2 separate regions of the Rattus norvegicus genome follow, and region 1 is linked to region 2. The links are chromatin contacts, called in public Hi-C maps. All regions are on one chromosome and are shown on one strand. The core of a region is the stretch at or near the end of the contact, and the rest is flanking DNA. Distances in the headings are between cores, read along the strand shown.

Region 1 (5,863 bases), core at 1,519-4,018, 92 kb before region 2:
GAGGAAATGCTTGCCATTTCAGACAAACAGAGAAGGCTCCAGGAAGAGGGAAAAACACAAGAGAGTGGAAGGCAGTCAGAACATGAAGGGGTGTCCGGAAAACTAGAAGGGGTTTGGAATATAAGAGACCCTCAGTCCAGAGCCATCTAGAGTGGCCACACTTTGGTAGGCCATCTTCAGAGTGGCAGGGAGCTTCCAGCACTTCAGAAGGATCAGGCTTGTCTTCTACTGCGTCTTTGAGAGTAGATTTGGTAGTAGGAAACTGAAGCCATCAGATAGCCTCTGAAAATAATGAGTAAAGCTTTTTCTAGGGTATTAGCACATGAACTGAGTGTGTCCCCGGTCTGCCACAGCCTGCACATACTGCTGCTCAATGGCTCATGGCTCATTCTTAGTGGCTTTATGTAGAAATGACAATACAGTGCCAAATGCTAGGTAGACAATGTGTTGGGACCACATTCTGGAAGTTTCTTGACCATTACATGAAATTCTCTCTTGTTTTTCTTCTTCAAAGATCTCCAAAAAGGATGACCTTGGGCCTTTCCAATAAGTCTGAATGAATGACATAGTCAATGGCTTATGATATTTGAAAATGAAGTTTTTCTTTTAATACCGAACCAAGCATTATAAAGGTTCTATCAGTCAACTAATTTTTCTGTTTTTCATCTCTCCTTGAACTGCCTCAGTGTCTCTTAGTTTTTTATAGTATAAAATAGAGTTTATTCAGGAGATGGGGAGGGGAGTCAAGAGGGTAGTAGGGCAGAAAGAGAGAGAGAGGCAGAGAGAGAGAGAAAGAGAGAGAGAGAGAAATAGAAGAGTAAAAGAATAGAGGCTGGCCATGAGCATGTGGAGAGAAGGGGGAAAGGAATAGGGAGAGAGGGGACAAAGGGGGAAGACGGGAAGAGCAAAAGAACAAGACAGGAGTAAGAGGGTGCAAGAGAAGACAAGGGGGAGCAAGAACTCATTGTTTCTTATTGACCATAGCCTTTCTCTTCATTCTCGAGCACCACCAAGTATAGCATTTCCTTGGTTGCATGGTGCTAGTATGTAGCTATGAGGCACCCTTCCCCCACTAAGCTTTACTGTAGATGGGACATGACCCTCTCATGTCCCAGCCACCCTAGAGCTTTGTGACCTAGAAAAGTTGTGCAATTTGGTATTGGACTCCAGTGGGTCTGGGATAGGCCCCAGATGAACACTGTGTGCCTGCCCTCTGGACAGACACTCACCCAAGCTTTCTAACCAATGTTCTGTAGCCTGTGGCTTGATCTGTTGACATCATTTGCCAAGTAAGTTCGTGGCCACAAGTCTAACTGGTAAGTCAAGCCACCATGATCAAAGCTTACATAACCCTGGATAGGATCCCTGCTCTGTGTCCTGTTTCCTCATCTGTTGTGTGGAGTTAATAATGGTATCTGCTTTGTGGGGTGTTTGTAAGGGTCAAATGAGACAGTTTGAGAAGTGGTTAATGAATATTTACTACCGCTACTGTAGTAATCATAGTGATAGGGACAGGGGCTACTAACTTGGAAGGATTCTTTGAGTACTTTGCAATAAAGCTTAATGAGTAGTAAGTGAGGCCTGACTTTGCCACGTTTCTCTAATTTATCTACTTGGGACCTCTACTTTCTAAAGCTGGGGTACTAGTAAAGGCAAATCTCTACAAGACTGTCATTTGTGGCAAGTCTTTTCTACCCTGAGGGGAACCTGGGAGAGTAGAGCAGAAAGAGTGGATATGGTCTCCCCTCTTAAGGCTAAGGAAGGACACCCTGGGGAAACAGTTCCCAGCATGAGGTCACAGAGCTAATACGTGGAGGAGCTAGGTCTACACCACAGGACTCTTGATAATTGTTTCTATCTGTACTGTGTAATAAGGCTACAATAAAGGGAGCCATGAAAAAATGATCAGCTTTTTCTGAACACCAGCTCGTGATAAGCCCAGGGACGGGAGTTTTCCATTCATGATGCCACACCACTTTTTGAGAACCCAGAGGAAATGGTGACATTAACCTTACTTTACCAGTGTGGATATAATAATGAAGTTTGTAAATCTCTTATTCTGATCTATTTCCTGCTATAATGAATATTATAGGCTAAAGAACATAAAGAATGAAGGTTTCATTTATTTTGTGGACTTTGAGAAGGACAGGTTCTATAAGCAGGACACTGGAACCTGGTCAAGCTTTATTGTTGTGTTGTAATCTATTGGAGGCACTGCATGGCAAGGTAAAGTCAGAGTCTTACATTTTAACAAGGCTGTTCCTATAATAAATGAATCTACGCCATTCAGAACAGAACATTTTGAGTCAGTGTCCAAGTGTCCTCACTTCTCAAACAGCATTAAAAGATACTATTGAGGGTCTAGTTCTCAACATACGAAATTTTCAGAACAAGGGGATACCCATGCAGGACACTTCCAGTATGTGTGTGGGGGGGAGGGGAGGTGTGGGAAAGGTATGGGTGTGTGTCTGTATCTCTGTTTGTCTCTGTCTGCCCCCCCTCTCTGTGTGTGTGTGTTTGTGTGTGTGTGTGTGTGTGTGTGTGTGTGTGTGTGTGTAAGTAGGTCAGAGATAATCTCTTATTTATAGAGTGAGTTAGTCCTGTATTTCAACCATAGAGGGTTAAGATTGAAACCAAGCTCCCTTCCTCGGCCAAGAACTCTGAATGCCAAGGTTTTTTTTCTTCACCCACATTCATCTCTGGTGTTCCTGGGTCTCTGGCTATGTTCCAGTACCCTGTGGTGTGACCAGATGACGTACCTGGTCTTTCTGGGCGCTTCCCTGAGCTTTTGAAGCTAGCTGAGAGGACTCCAATCCTGGCAAGCTACAGACTACTAAGTCCAGTTGGTGGAACACTTAGAGTAAGAAAAGAAAGCTTGATTTTTTTTTAATATCTTGCCCTCTGGCCAGGACACTGAGATCAGCAAAATAACTGCCAGCTAGGTCACTGCATCACTGCCATTTCAGCTAGCAACATCTAAGAGTCCAGTTCCCATTCTAATTCCAAAGTGTGGCAGCAAATCTGATAGGAGGGCAGGAGCCCAGTGGGTCACTTCAATTTTCTGAGTTGGCACACACATGCAGCCAGCACTATCCTCTTCCTTTTGGTTCCCTTTCTTTCCATCTTTTATCAAGCTGAGCCCTCTGAAATGAGTGGCTGCCCAGGGTCTCAAACACTGGCTTCTGCCAAAGGCAGTAAAAGATGATTCTTTTTACCATCAGTGGAGGTCACAGTGTAGCTGGCATGATGACATCCTTTGTAGCTGCACACCAACCTTGCTGCTGACAGCTATGTGCAAGTATTTGTGTTTTCACTGATATCAAGGTATACCTCTTCTTCGGGGAGCAAAACCCTCCCAGAAGCAACTCCCCCTTATCCTGGGTACCAGGACTTTTCCTCTGGGGCCAGAGCCCTTACCAGTGCAATTGAGGCACTTGGGCCTGAACAATAGTGAAATCTCTTTGATTTCATTCCATCAAATGATTTGAACATCTCTCCCATTTCCTTTTCCTTAGTATTTTGGGGAGAATCGGGGAAGAGATGTCAGTATTTATCTGCAAAAGGAGATAGAAGACAAGTGAGAGCTGGCAGAAAGACAGCCTCGCTCGTACTTGTCAACAGAGAAATACAAAGGGCAGACCAAGGCATAACCTACTACTAGGACCCAAGAGCCTACTAACAAAGTGAGGGAAGCAAATCTAGACCAGTTGATAAATACTTTAATTGGTGCCAGACATGGTGGCACATACTTTTAGTCCCCACATTCACGAGGCAGATGCAAGAGGGTCATGTATTGTGGGCTATATACTGAAACCTCAAAAACACCAAAAATATAAGTTTGCTTGAAACAGAGTAAACACAATGATACCTTTTGGGTTATAATTGATAGTTTTGCATTTTATGTAGTAAAACTATGAAAGCATATGCTCCCAGAGCATACAGTATTTACTCTCTTACTCTAGTGACAGAGAGATATTTTGAATAACCCAGTTCCTACATTCAATGTTCTTTTCATTGTTTTATATATTTGCTTCCATTTATTCATCTCAGCATGAACAGTAACAGTTCCATGAGTATTAACTCTGGTTTTCATTTAGAGATTTGGAAAAACAATGTCACTCCTCTTCTGTCACATAGAAGTGACTATGTGACATAGATTTGACCCAAAGACACTTCACTTGTTGTATTCCCAAAAGCTGAGAGTTGGGTTTGAGTGTGGGCTTCATTAAGTTGTAGGCTAAGGGAGAAACTGTAGTATGAAGGCATGGTCCAAATGAAGGCAGAGGGCAGGAGTTAATACACCATCCTCTTGACTGTATGGAAATGTCAAAATTTCAGAGACAGGAGAACAAGTGTATTGACTGGAGCCAAAAACAAAGCAATGGATATATACTTGCAGATCACACAGCCACGAAGACCTCTCTGCTAGTAAACCCTGAGGCTTTGCTGAGTCTAGGTGTTTCAGGACTTGCCAAGCAAGCCTTGTAATCTGGTCCCAGTGTTCTCTGAGGGCTGATGGTCACAGTCTCCAGGAGCAGTGACTGAAGCCAATAGTTTCTTCACACTGGAGTCAAAATCAAACCAGCTAGAGACCTGATGTTTGTTTTAACAACACATTCACATGTGACCAGAGTTTCTGTTTAACCAGGTGCAGAGAAAGGGCATAGCACTGGAAACCAGCCCACCTGACATCCTGTTTGTCACTGGTTCCACGTGTGACCTTGGATAAGTCACTTAAATGTTTTTAACTCCAATCTCTTGCTGTGTGGGGTTTGGGACAAATGATTCTCTATCAGCACAAATCTCTCAGTTTAAATGAGAGGAATCAGCACAAAAATCATTAAGAAGCCCAAGGACCACAAATCAGCTAGTTATCTACCTTGGTTTTTAGCTAGAAATGATCCCATAAATTTAAGAATCGGGAGGGCATTGTTTGAATTTGTGAGAACCTAGGTATTGGTAACTGGAATCTAGGCATTCATACCATGAGATACACTAACTGATCTTAATGTTTATCAGGTTTTAACTTAATGCTAAAGCATGGCTGTGAATAAAGTAGGCATGACAACAGTACAGAATGGCAAATGTCAGAGCAGGAAATAGCTGAGAGCTTTACAACCATGTGGCTCCTGGGCTAACCAGCTTGGGTCCAGAGCCTGATCATGCAATTAAGTGTTCATGCACCTTAGGCAATGACAGCTTTTCTGTGCCCTCATCTGGAAAACTAAAATAAAATTAGAGTGTGTTTCAGGGCTGTGACGCAGGATCAATTCAGCCAGTTCTTACAATGCTACTGGAAGTGTAATTGCACAGATGAAAGATGCTGTGAAGATGGCCAATGAGGATCTAGATTGAGACGAGGAGATATACAAAGTCAAAGCTACCTATCAACACTAAGACTGAAAGGGTGAGCAAGAATCAGAAGGTAAAGGGTAATGAGAACTTGTATGTTCTCCAGGTAGTATGCAGGGGTATACCATAAGACAGAGTTAAGGGTATATAGGAGTTTAGAGCAACCACAAAGATGAGAGAAAGATAAAAACCAAAATCTGATTATGAAATCTATATAACTGCCCTCTTACATCCTCTATGCCCCACTCCAAGACTGCTCAAGAAGAGATGAACAGCCCATCGTGTAATTTATTGGTGCCAAACTATGAGGGAACCACGCTCTACTTAAGAGAGCATGCCAACACTGGGCAATGGGACTCAGCTTGGCATGTGGTCCAGAAGGAGCTGTCCTAGGAACTTCCAGAATCGAGGAACACAGAGTGGGTGCTTGATAGAGTGAGGCTCAGCTATTGAAGCCAAAGATGGCCCTGAACCTAAAGAGAAATAGGAGGGATTCGGGTAGAAGAGAAGC
Region 2 (5,849 bases), core at 2,311-4,810:
ATATCTATGGCCAGCAGACAGGCTGGAGACTCAGGTAGGAGATGATACTGTAGCTTCAGTCTGAGGAAACTCAGGCAGGATTTCTATGTTACTGCTTGAAGGTAGAATTCTCTCACACAAAACCTTAGCCATTGCTGTTAAGAGCTTCAGCTGATTAGCCAAGGCTCTTGCATAACATTACATAGCACATTACATCTGCTACATTTTAAATAAACTGACCATTGCATGTGCATATGTGTGTATTATGTATATGAATGATATGTATATGTGTATGTTTATGAATGATATGTAAATGTGTATGTTTATGTGTAGATATATATAAATATGTATATAGATATATATGTGCATATATTATATATTTTTTGCAAAAATGTTTATTGAATTATCTGTCTATTTGCCCATATAATTCATCTCTACAGTCTCATCAAAGTTGTACATAAAATTAACCAATGTGGTCTCCCCTATACTATCTTGTAGAAAGTTCTTATATTAGATACATGATACAAAGTGGACTTAGCTGTAAATAGTCAATTTCTCTGGCCCCTTTCCACATTCTGTCAAAAGAACATACATTCTGTCAGGGTAAGATCACTGATAGTGTATAAAGTGTAACTGGGGTGCAAGCCAGCCACTAATGGTCTTCTACCTTATCCTTGCAGATAGGAATAAGGCACTTGATTAATGCAGTCTTGCACCCAGTTACGAGCCAGCAGCTCATACATCCTACGCCTCCTTAGGAGCCCAAAGACTATCTAACCACATACAAAGAAAACTGGCTGCTTCATCCTGGGATGGGGCTTTTGTCCTAGCTTGCCATTGCTGGCTGGACTGGGCCATTCCATTGCCAGGTTGCTTGCTGTAAACCTCTTCCCAGCCCCAAGTCACGTGCTTAGCTGTACTTGCATGTCATGGGAAAGCATTCACACACCCCTTCCCTATGTGGGCCAAGGGGAAGCTCCCAGCACAGGCTGTGGGAAAGCCCATCTGGGATGCATCCATCTTACGGGCTGGCACCGACGGACACTCTAGAGACATTGCTGTTTGACTCATTGACTCACTCATGTCTAGGCCTGAAAAAAAAAAAAAGAAAAGCAGGTTTCTTTCTATTGTTTTATACTTGTTGTTTTAAAACAAGGAATCTGTTGTCTTCTCCAGGGGTCACACATTCTTCATCTTTGGGGCTTGGGTGGGGGACAGACAGGATAGTCTATTAATAGTCTTTTTCTTCATCTGTGAAACAGAAATGCCAGTCCCCACACAAGGATTCCACAACATACCGGAGGCGAAGAGGGAGCTTGGCATGGAAGAATGCACTGAACGCATTTCCTTACCATCCCACTCTCTATCGCCTTCTCTCGTTGGAGCACAAACTCTTGCATGTAGTTTTGCTACATGCAATATGTATGCCAACAATATGGCAACTCCTTGACACAATCATTAGTTCAGACCAGTTAGTAGACAAGGACACTGGGTGTCACTTTATTTCACTCTTGTCTTTGCAGTGGGTTGGAGGGAGACTCCATTCCAAACTCATACATTAGCTGGTACATTCTGACCTTTGGTCTTATATCCTAAAGTGTATTAGGGAAAAATACATCTAGGAATGTCACCACACTAGCCTGGACAGGCAGGTAAGAGAGAGTCGTAGGTTTGCTAAGGTTTGGATACAAAGAAGGCCATAGAAGGAGCAGGAGGTAGGAAGTTTGCAGAGAAGTGTGGGGTGGATATGAGAGCATCTGGAGAGAGCATTAGATTACGGACCAGTTGGGCAGAGTGAGAAAGAAAAGGCCATTGCACATGAGAAACCAAACATCAGAGAGTCTATAACACTCTAAGTATATATGATCACGGGCCTCAGGGACAGGTAGGTGCAGATGAGAACTCACAGAATATGTAGCACCCATGCTATCACTCCAATGTCCAGACAGCCAGCCTCTTCTTCCTGGAGAACTGCTGCTGACTTTCAATTGATCTGTCTGTTTTTGACCTTTACACCACTTCAGCCTTGTCTACTCTAAGCAGCCAGAGAACCAGTAGCAGCATGAGTCAGCTCATACCATCCGTTTGCTCAAAAACCCTGCTGCGATGTTCTGGAATCACTCAGGGAAAGTCAGATTCATCACAGGGTTCTTGCAATATCCTCTGTGGGCCTCTGTGACCCACCTTGCTAAAGGTGCTTACTGTTCCAGCCATACCAACTGCCTGAGCCAGCTACTTACATTCATCTGGTGTCATGTCAGCTATAGAACCCTTTCCCCCAATGGCCCTGTTCTCAAAGTATTCTTTTCTCCAAAGATTCTATTTCTCTACTCCTTCTTTGAACCCTGGACAAACTCAGTGATCTCTATGAATCCTGTTTCCTGCATCCAATTTGCTACTTTATTATTTATTATTATCTTGGTGGTGATGTAGGCCTTATTTTTTTCATAACCTGCATTTATTCCACCACTGAAAAGCTCTGAGAACAGCTCCTGACAAACAGAAGTTGATAATTAATAAATTAATAAATTTAAATGCTCTAAGTCCTAGCTTAAATTCCAGCTCTCCATGACCTTCATATCCCAAGCACATGGATCAAACTTTCCACTGCTTGTGTTTCTCAAAGCAAAAGTGAGACATTTTGGCTTGTCCCTCATCAAATCATGCTGAGGCTTCACTAAGAGAATTGTATATGAAAATCTCTGGCATAAAGTAGAATTTTTAAAATGTGAAGTTTGTTCACAGATGGTACTAGAATGGCTAAGAAAAGAAATCTGCTTGTTTTGATATTTTCAGCAGAAAGAATCAAGAAACATTTGTAAACACCAGCTCGGCACCGAGCCCAAGAAACATGCGTGGGCAGAGGGTAACTGCCCTAAACAAGTAACAAAGCCTTAAGAGCAATAGATCCAATGGTTGTGGGTTACACTTCCCAGGAGAAGTATTTAGAAGATACAGGAGGAAGGAACCAGCAGATACCCTTGTCTAATGCGTATTCGAACTAACCAGACAGAGAAGATATTACCAACAAGGCAGAGGACCTCGGCAGTCTTCACCCAACTTCCCCGGCGGGTGAATCCTACTCACAGTACATCCACAGAACCAGGGCCTGCCATTATTTGTATGGTAGCGAATTGTAGCTAGCAACTTGCCTGGATTAAGAGCTAGCTAGACAGCTAGTGAAGTGTATTTGTAGGGGCATTTGAGGGAGTGTTTGTAGACAAGATTGGGATGAGAGTTGGTAGAAATAGGAGGGCAGGGATCTGCCTTTGGTGTCCGTGGGTATCTGTGCACTATGCAATTGGCTGGAGATGAGAGAACGAACTCTCTCTCTCTCTCGTCTGTGTGTGTGTGTGTGTGTGTGTGTGTGTGTGTGTGTGTGTGTGTGTGTGTCTGTCTGTCTGTCTGTCTGTCTGTCTGTCTGCCTGTCTGCCTGCCTGTCCCCTGACACTCTTCTTGTCTTTGGGCACTACCTCTCCTGCTCTCTAGTCTTTGGACTCCAGTGCTTGAGGTCTCTGAGTCATAAGACCTTTGGCCACCGACAGAACAGCAGCAGTGGCTTGCCTGGTTGCGAGGTCTTTGCATTGGCATGAAGCCGGGCTACCAGCACCAGCTGCACTCTAGCCTTCCAATGGACTATTATGGTGCTCTCTGCATCAATCCTCACTTGTACGCATCTACATTTTATGTCTCTGTCCATCTTGTTGCTGCTTTCCCCAGTATAGTCAATTGTAACTGCAATACTTACTCAGGTTTCATCCGCTTTCACGTGCATTGTGTGTGTGTGTGTGTGTGTGTGTGTGTGTGTGTGTGTGTGTGTGCGCGCGCGCGCGCGCGCGTGTGTGCCCAAGTGCTATGCACACACACCTACATAGTACTGAGATGTTTGTAACATAAAATTGAATAGTGAAAGACAATAAAAAAAACTTCACAAAGCTGACAAAAGTATGTTTATTTCTCATATCAGGATGAAGGAGCAGATTTAATGTAATGTTACAAATAATGTCATGAAACACAGACAGAAAGCCATGAGACTTACCTAAGTGGACACAGCTCTTAGGAGTCAAGCTTGAACTACAGGTCTCTGACATTACCTTAGGATGGCAGCAGGGTGGGGCGCAGGGAGGGCGGCAGCCTTGGGAGTTAGTGGGCTTTGTCCCCACATGTAATTTACTACAGACAGGTTTGTTGCTGCTGCTGCTGCTGTTGTTGTTTTCCCCCAAACAACTGATAGCTGGTTTCCTTGAATTTGCCAGAACATTGGAGCTCTAGCATATCTTTTTTCCCCCCCTCAGGAAAAAAAGAGGCCTGTTTCCCCCAGGAAGCTCTGCTGTTCTTACACGGCCAGTTCTCAGTCACATCTTTGGGCTGCCAGCTAGACTCCTGCAAAGCAAAGAAAGCAAAAAGGTTTCAAAAACGGGGGGTGTTGGGGGGGCATGGAGAAGGCTAAGCAGCCTGGGAAGAATCATGGGGAAGAAAGTGACTGTTGTCCTTCTCTCTGAAGCTCCCTTTTGTTGCCCAGTCTCACTGAAAGCAGTGGGATTTGAACCTCAGCCAAGAGACAAAGGGCTTTTTTTGGCTAAGAGAAGCAATTGTGGTCACTATGGGCCAAAACCGGAGGGAAGCATTTTCTGTGGTAACGGGGCCTAGCATTGGTGACTGCAGGATGTAATTTAAGTCTAGGATGCACCTGTTCTATTTTAGGCAGACCCATGTGATACAGCCACAACCCAGCCCCCACGACCTCCAAAACTATTAGAAGCATCACTCATTCTGGGCATTCATTTTCTTTATCTCTCACTTTTTTGGCTGTACAATTTAGTAATTAAGAATATAGCCTTGAGCTAGCTATAGTGTGCACACCTGCAATCCCACCCAGCAGGAGGTTGGGAGAGGAGGACCCTGAACTGAAGGCACCTGGGGTACTATAGCAATACCCTGTCTGAAACCAAAACCAAAACAAAGGTAGCCTTGAAATAGGAGACAGTTTCATCAATGCATTTAAGTATCCACTCACGGTCTGGCACTTCTCCATAGTATTAGGGCAGCAGGGAGTCAAGCCCTCTCCTCAAGGTCACCAGTGGCTTGAGAGCTTGAGAGCGGAAGGAGTGTGTATTGTGGGGGGTGGAGGTGGAGAGTAATCATGACAACTAAATTACAGGGTGTGCTAGAGTGTTGAGTGCTGTGGGCAAAAGACGGTGTGTAGCAGAGAAAGAGATCTAGAGAATGATGGACCGAAGACTTTTGGATACAGTACAGCATTAACATATGCTTATCAAGGTAGGCCTCACTGAGGAAGCCTCACATGAGCAGAGACTAAGGCAAATGTGAGGTTGCGTAGGCCATGTGCATATGGAGGAAGAGGAAAAATCACACAGTGAGTGAATAGTTAGAGACAGGATTATAAGGAAGGAGCCATGCCTGTTTCGCTCACAGTCAGTAGTGAAGTCCAGGAGGTAGGCACAGAAAAAGAGAGGAATGGTGGAATGTAGTCAGAAACTTGTTTCTCATTTCAGTTCCTCCACGATTTGAATTCTATATACTCCTTATCTCTGGTTCTCACTACACCCTTTTATAGGTGCAACACATATGTTTAAGAAGATGACCAAAGGGGTTGGGGATTTAGCTCAGTGGTAGAGCGCTTGCCTAGCAAGCGCAAGGCCCTGAGTTCGGTCCTCAGCTCCGAAAAAAAAAAAAAAAAAAAAAAAAGAAAAAGAAGAAGATGACCAAAAAGGTTTCAAAAACGGGGAGCATGGAGAAGGCTAAGCAGACTGGGAAGAGTCATGGGGAAGGAAGTGACTGTTGTCCCCTTTGCCTCTGACTTCTATATATGACATTCCCCCTAAACTTTCCTTCGGGTCTTTGGCAAA

What was found. Hi-C and Micro-C count contacts between places; a contact is called where the count stands out from the background.
Region 1: a contact with region 2 is called in a Hi-C map of liver, with 2.2 times the contacts expected there. The contact joins two enhancer-like sites. A contact is called at or near these places in 3 of 12 Hi-C or Micro-C datasets (kidney and liver).

What each region holds. Positions count from the first base shown.
Region 1 is chr14:72,217,391-72,223,253 of GRCr8, reverse strand. No RefSeq gene overlaps it. Among named protein-coding and RNA genes, the nearest start is that of Cpeb2, 160 kb to the right of the region's middle. Within about 2 kb of position 2,768, at least 11 of the 93 cell types and tissues checked have an H3K27ac peak or open chromatin away from gene starts, as enhancers often do. A contact at or near this core is called in kidney and liver, where this site is marked.
Region 2 is chr14:72,126,147-72,131,995 of GRCr8, reverse strand. It overlaps LOC103693081 (a long non-coding RNA gene), which reads right to left. Exons shown (of 4, transcript XR_010057711.1): 2 at 1-4,362. Among named protein-coding and RNA genes, the nearest start is that of Cpeb2, 73 kb to the right of the region's middle. Within about 2 kb of position 3,560, at least 46 of the 93 cell types and tissues checked have an H3K27ac peak or open chromatin away from gene starts, as enhancers often do. A contact at or near this core is called in kidney and liver, where this site is marked.